2 separate regions of the Mus musculus genome follow, and region 1 is linked to region 2. Evidence: chromatin contacts called from public ChIA-PET data. All regions are on one chromosome and are shown on one strand. The core of a region is the stretch at or near the end of the contact, and the rest is flanking DNA. Distances in the headings are between cores, read along the strand shown. Region 1 has its middle 51 kb from the start of Gm36603. Region 2 has its middle 96 kb from the start of Gm36520.

The links. ChIA-PET counts read pairs in DNA pulled down with a chosen protein or histone mark.
Region 1: a contact with region 2 is called in an RNA polymerase II ChIA-PET map of memory CD8 T cells, with 530 read pairs. The contact joins two enhancer-like sites. A contact is called at or near these places in 7 of 484 Hi-C or Micro-C datasets (double positive thymocytes, embryonic stem cells, muscle stem cells and 2 more) and 6 of 115 datasets of contacts at active chromatin or transcription factors (double positive thymocytes, effector CD8 T cells, large pre-B cells and 3 more).

Annotation. Positions count from the first base shown.
Region 1 is chr3:131,055,737-131,058,554 of GRCm38.p6, forward strand. No RefSeq gene overlaps it. Among named protein-coding and RNA genes, the nearest start is that of Gm36603, 51 kb to the right of the region's middle. Within about 2 kb of position 1,310, at least 55 of the 459 cell types and tissues checked have an H3K27ac peak or open chromatin away from gene starts, as enhancers often do. A contact at or near this core is called in double positive thymocytes, effector CD8 T cells, memory CD8 T cells and 1 more, where this site is marked.
Region 2 is chr3:130,946,034-130,948,809 of GRCm38.p6, forward strand. No RefSeq gene overlaps it. Among named protein-coding and RNA genes, the nearest start is that of Gm36520, 96 kb to the left of the region's middle. Within about 2 kb of position 1,463, at least 170 of the 459 cell types and tissues checked have an H3K27ac peak or open chromatin away from gene starts, as enhancers often do. A contact at or near this core is called in double positive thymocytes, effector CD8 T cells, memory CD8 T cells and 1 more, where this site is marked.

The sequences.
Region 1 (2,818 bases), core at 60-2,559, 110 kb after region 2:
AGCTTTTAGCTTGTGTCTGTATTTTACATTTATTTTAACATTTGTGTGTGTGTGTGTGTGTGTGCGCACATATGCGTGTGTGTTCACACATGTGCACGTGTGTGCTTTTGAATATCGGAGGACGATTTGCAGATATCAATTCTTTCCTGCCATTTAGGTCCCAAGAGTTAAACTCAAGCCATCAGACATGGCAGTGCCTTTACCCAACGACTCATTCCACCACCACCCCCAGCCCGTTATCAGTTTTTGTCAGTTTTTACTTTAACAAATATAACTGGATTTTATATTTCCATCCAAAACGACTCAGAATCTGGATAATACTTTCACACAGCCATCTAGATGATATCCTCAGCCAAGCTTTAACTTCTCTCCTTCCTCTCTGGACTCACTGACCTAAATACATCTGTGGTGTATAAACTGTTGTGTGTTGTCATGTGGCTCCTGCTCTAAATATCTGCATTGGGCTTTAGAACTGTTCGTCAGATAGGGTAAGCGTGATAGTCACCATTATGTTCTGTATTTTTTGGTTTCCTTCTTGAATCTTTTATTCTGATTTATTTTTCATTTGGCTCCAGTACTTCCTTCAGTAATGTTTTAAAAGGAAGAAATCTATAGGCAGCCTGGTCTCTGTGTCCACCCCGGCATATTAATCTGGTTGTAAAGGGGATTCAGAGCCGCCATTCTTTTTTCCTTAAAATCTATCGTTTCTTAATGACCTTTGCTGTGGAGGAAAAAAAGGAAGGCAGATTTTAATCTGATAATCTTTTTCAGTAAGAAGTAACCTCATTTTTCTAACCCGAGTCTTAGATTATGAACTTTTACAATAACCTGAAGTAAAAATATTTGCTCTAGATCAGTGTTTCCAACCTTCCTAATGCTGTGACCCTTTAATATATATAGTTCCTCGTGCCATGGTGACCATGAGACCATAAAATAATTTCTGTTGCTACTTCATAACTGAAAATTTGCTACTGTTATAAACCATAATGAAAATATTCGTAAATATGCAGTATGTCTGATATGTGACCCCCCTCACCACTGCTCTAAAAGAAACATTAATTTCTATAACAATGATTTAATTGTCTCAGAAAATGTTTTAAGATGATGTATTATACTAGATGAATAGTGACTGACTTCTACCAAGCATGTAATATGTTCATCATTTTTCCTCACTGTGACAAAATTCCCAAAAGGCACAACTTAAAGCAGGAAAGACTTGGGATCAGTGGCTAGGGGCTCAGCCTGAGGCCTCTTGCATCTGTTGTTTCTGCGCTGTGGAGAGCTAGACGGATATGACAGAGACACTGTTGAGGGCATGTGGCATGTGGCAGGGCACAACACCCTCTTCAAAGGTAACTTACCATCAACTCACTCCTTCCAACTATGTCCCATCTCCTAACTGTCCACCCTCCCCCAATGCCATCAAGTGACAACTCCCACTGATGTTAGCCCATGGGAGGCCAGAGCCCTCATGACCCAATCACTTCTACAAAGCTTTTAACACAGGGGACATGTCAGATTCAGCTCAGGACAAATCCAGCTAGTGGGTTTTGTTTGCTTGGATTTGGTTGTTTGGTTGATTGGTTGGTTGGTTTTGTTTTTTGTTTTTTAAAAGTAACAAAGCAGTAAATGTCCTTGTGGGAGTAGGTGTGGCCTTATTGGAGGAAGTGTGTCACTGTGGGTGAGCTTTGAGGTTTCAGATGCTTGCCTGAGCCAGACCCAATGACCCGATCCTTCCTGCTGCCTGCTATTCGGATGTAGAACTGTCAGCTAACTCTCCAGCACCAGGTCTGTGTGTGTGTCACCAAGCTTCCTGCCATGACCATAATGGACTACACCTCCGAACTGTCAAACAGCCCCAATTGAAGGTTTTCCTTTATCAGCATTGCTGTGGTGGTGGAGTCTCTTCACAGCCATAGAAACCCTAACTGAGTCACAATGCATGCAATCAACACAGGAAGATGTGCTAGGAACATTTATATATATATATATACTATTTTCTTCAGAGCTTACCAAAACCCTGAAAAGTTACACTACCACTTTTAGAAGTGAGAATTCTTCCCAGGGGATCCAACATTCACTTAAGAATCCACCATGAGTGAGTAAGAGGTAGGACGAGAGTTTGAGCCCAAGATGAACCGTCAGCTCCATCGCACATTCTCTCCATGGTCATGTTTGTGACATGTCTACATCTTCAAAGCGCTAGGCCCAGAGCCATGAGGGACATGAGAGACATAGGTGAATGTTACCAAGCCCCCACTCTGAAGTTGTGATCCAGGCAGCACCTATTTTACGGACTTATTTTTGGAAAGAGAAAAGTCAGCAGTTTTCTTCTTGTTTGTAACATTTAATTAGGCCAAGAATCCGTGAATCAGAAGAAAAATGTCCTAATCCAGGTGCATTTTCTACATTAGCATTTAGGGCAAATTGCCCAGAAATCCAATACTAATTTACCCCCAAGATCTCAGCCCAGAATTACTGTTGGAATTTTGGCAAGTAGACTTCCCTGAGGGGAACAGTCAAATTAAGGAGTCTTCTTGAAGAAAAGGTGTTAATGTCTTGGGCAACAGTTCAAAGCCTGGTGTTCAAAGGTGGGGAAGGGTCCCCACCCAGGCAGTACTCAGTGGCAAGTGAGGTGAGCTTGCCTGTCTCCCTCCCCCTAAGCTGCTTACAGGTGGGTTTAGTGGTGGGGTTCATTGCACAGTGGTAAGGTAGCAACCTTCACTTTGCACTCAAAGTTACAGAGGACTGTAGTTTAACTAGACTTCAAAACCATTGTAGCAGACTTGAGAAGCAAACCTTGGAGAGTCAAACTTGA
Region 2 (2,776 bases), core at 213-2,712:
CCTGATCCCTCCCTGGTTTGTTTCAAGTGGAGCCAGGGGATCCGGACTTAATTAGCAGTGATATATCTCTCATACTGATCAGTTCCATCCAGCTTCCCCCTGGGGCCCCAGATTTGTCTCTATTTGGAATCCCCGTGCTTGCTGGGCGGCTGGTGTTTGCAGTTAGCTGGCAGCCGCTCGCTCGCTCGCTTGCTCGCTTGCTCGCTTGCTCGGAGAGCACGCCGGGTGGGAACACTCGCCGGGTGGCGGAGCAGGCAGCCTTTGGCGGGGCTGGGGAGGAGACAAGTCCTGGCGGCTTCCTTCAGCCCAGTGCCCACAGCCAAAGGCCAGGCTGGGAGACAGCCCCTCCTCAGACACCGGAAGAGACTCGGGGAGGCTGGGAATGGCTGGAGACGGTGGTCACCCTCACTCAAGGAAGCTCCGTGGCATGGCAGAGGCCTGGATGTCGCGAGTTTGCAAATGGCCTTTTGGGCTGCTGAGGAAGGATTTCTTTCTTTCTTTCTTTCTTTCTTTCTTTCTTTCTTTCTTTCTTTCTTTCTTTCTTTCTTTTTCAGGAGGGGAAACCGCCTCCTGCTCTGTACCATCTCGAGCCAAAATAACATGTTTTGGCAACCATTATTTGGCAATTAGGGCCTCAGCTCACTGAAAGCATTCTTCCATGCAAAATATGCCTTGGAAAGAAAACACTAAACCACATCTGAGTGAAAATATAGGAAGTCAACAAAGGGGTGACTGAGCAGGGAGAGTCAGCAGGAGCGCTTTGGAGGAGGGCGCAGTTGGCAACTAGACCTTTCCATTGCCCTGACTCCAACTCTACCCCAGTCTAGGCAAGGCTCGAAGACTTAGCATAACAGCATACTGCGTGCTGGGCTCCATTCCCTGGCCCCCCAAACAGCCTTCCCGGCAGGATCTAAAGAAAGGCAAAAGATAGGGTATGTCTGCAGGTCAGTTCACCCCACCCCCCAGCCACCCCCACCCTCCCAGCTACACACATATACAATCTGCAAGACTGAGCAGGGGACGGGAACAACGGGTACAGGGACCCTTCTAGGTACTGACTGACTCCTCTCTCATCCTAACACTGCTCCCTTTCAGCCAGTGTGAGAGCAGAGAGATTGCTCTTCCCACGGTCCCATGGAAACCGCATCCTTTGATAAAGAGAACCGCCAAGCAGGTTAACATCCATCAGGTACAACCGGACAGAAGCAAGGAGATTATGACTCAGGGCATGTTGCGTTTTCTGGTGTGTTCCAAGCATATGTGTTGCCATATGCTCTGGTCTACTGTCACACACAGTCTGCTGTGTTCATTCTTTACTGTCCTTGCTCAATTCCCCGATCTGTTGCCTGGTGAGAAACTGTAAAGATTGGGCTTTGAAGGCAGGAAGCAATACCCAATTACACCTTGCACACAATAATACGCCTCTACAGTGGGCCCGACAAAACCACATCCTCCACTCAGCTGTCACAGCGTAGGGCAGACACAGGGCCAAGACACCTGGACTCCCCTCCCTTGTAAACACAACTACCACCTGTAGGCTAGCTCCAGAAGAAATGTTAGTGGATGTCCTGTGGACAGAGACAACCAAAGTGGTTCTCATCACTCTCTCACTGTGTAGCTAGCTCATGAACATGTTAGGTTTAATCTTACAATTCTTAATGACACATCCTTCCTTCATTATTAGAACAATTTTTCTAGCATTGAATGTTAGCATAGGATAACCCTGGGCTGCTTCTGCCCAGCCATGGAATGAACTGAGGCAGGGGGTGTTCCTAGAACGTGCAAGGATCCCTTTGTCTCAGTCTCCTGGGTTCCTGACTGCCAAGATTATAGCTATAATTTAACGTACCTGTGTTACTAATATTTAGATTCTATAGTTATAGTTTAACAATGGTGAAGTCTATTGTTTAACAGCTGCACCCATTTCTACAGGGTAAGTTTCATGGGATCAAATAGTGAAGGATTTTTTTTATGTGTACCCTGGTGTGAGTTTATGTGTACCATGTACAGCAGGTGTCCATGGAGATCGGAGGGTGCAGGATCCCCTGGATCTAGATTTACAGTTGGCTGTGAGCCACCTGATGTTGGCACTGAGAATGAACCCAGGTCTTCAGCAAGAGCAGAAGTCGTCCTTGACTGCTAAGCCATCTCTCTAGCCCTATCAGTGGGCTATTTCTAACCGAAGCAGAGAGAGCGTTTTCTTTTCTTTTTTCTTTTCTTTTTTTCTTTTTTGGTTTTTCGAGACAGGGTTTCTCTGTGTAGCCCTGGCTGTCCTGGAACTCACTCTGTAGACCAGGCTGGCCTTGAACTCAGAAATCCGCCTGCCTCTGCCTCCCGAGTGCTGGGATTAAAGGCATGTGCCACCACGCCCGGCTGGTTGTTGTTGTTTTTGTTTTTGTTTTGTTTTGTTTTGTTTTTGGTTGAGAGCGTTTTCTTGTTTTCCATCTTTTTATAATCATTCACAGGATCACTATGATTTGTCCATTGCACTGGGGTTTCTGAAATCAGCCTTCAAAATACAAACTATTGACATTTTCAAATAAAAGCACTATATTTTCAGTTAGTGTTCCAAGTTTAAACAGTCTAGCAATCAAAGGCCAACATGTTTAAGTGTGGCACACCGTCTTCTATTTTATGGGAACTATCATTTTGCACTAATGTTGCCTCTGTTTACCCGAGTGAAGCCAGATTTTCAGTGTTTTTCACTTGTGTATTGTCCCTCTCACCAAAGCAAACGTGGGGCGGCAGGGTAAGCCGGGCCACACAGGCGGAAGAA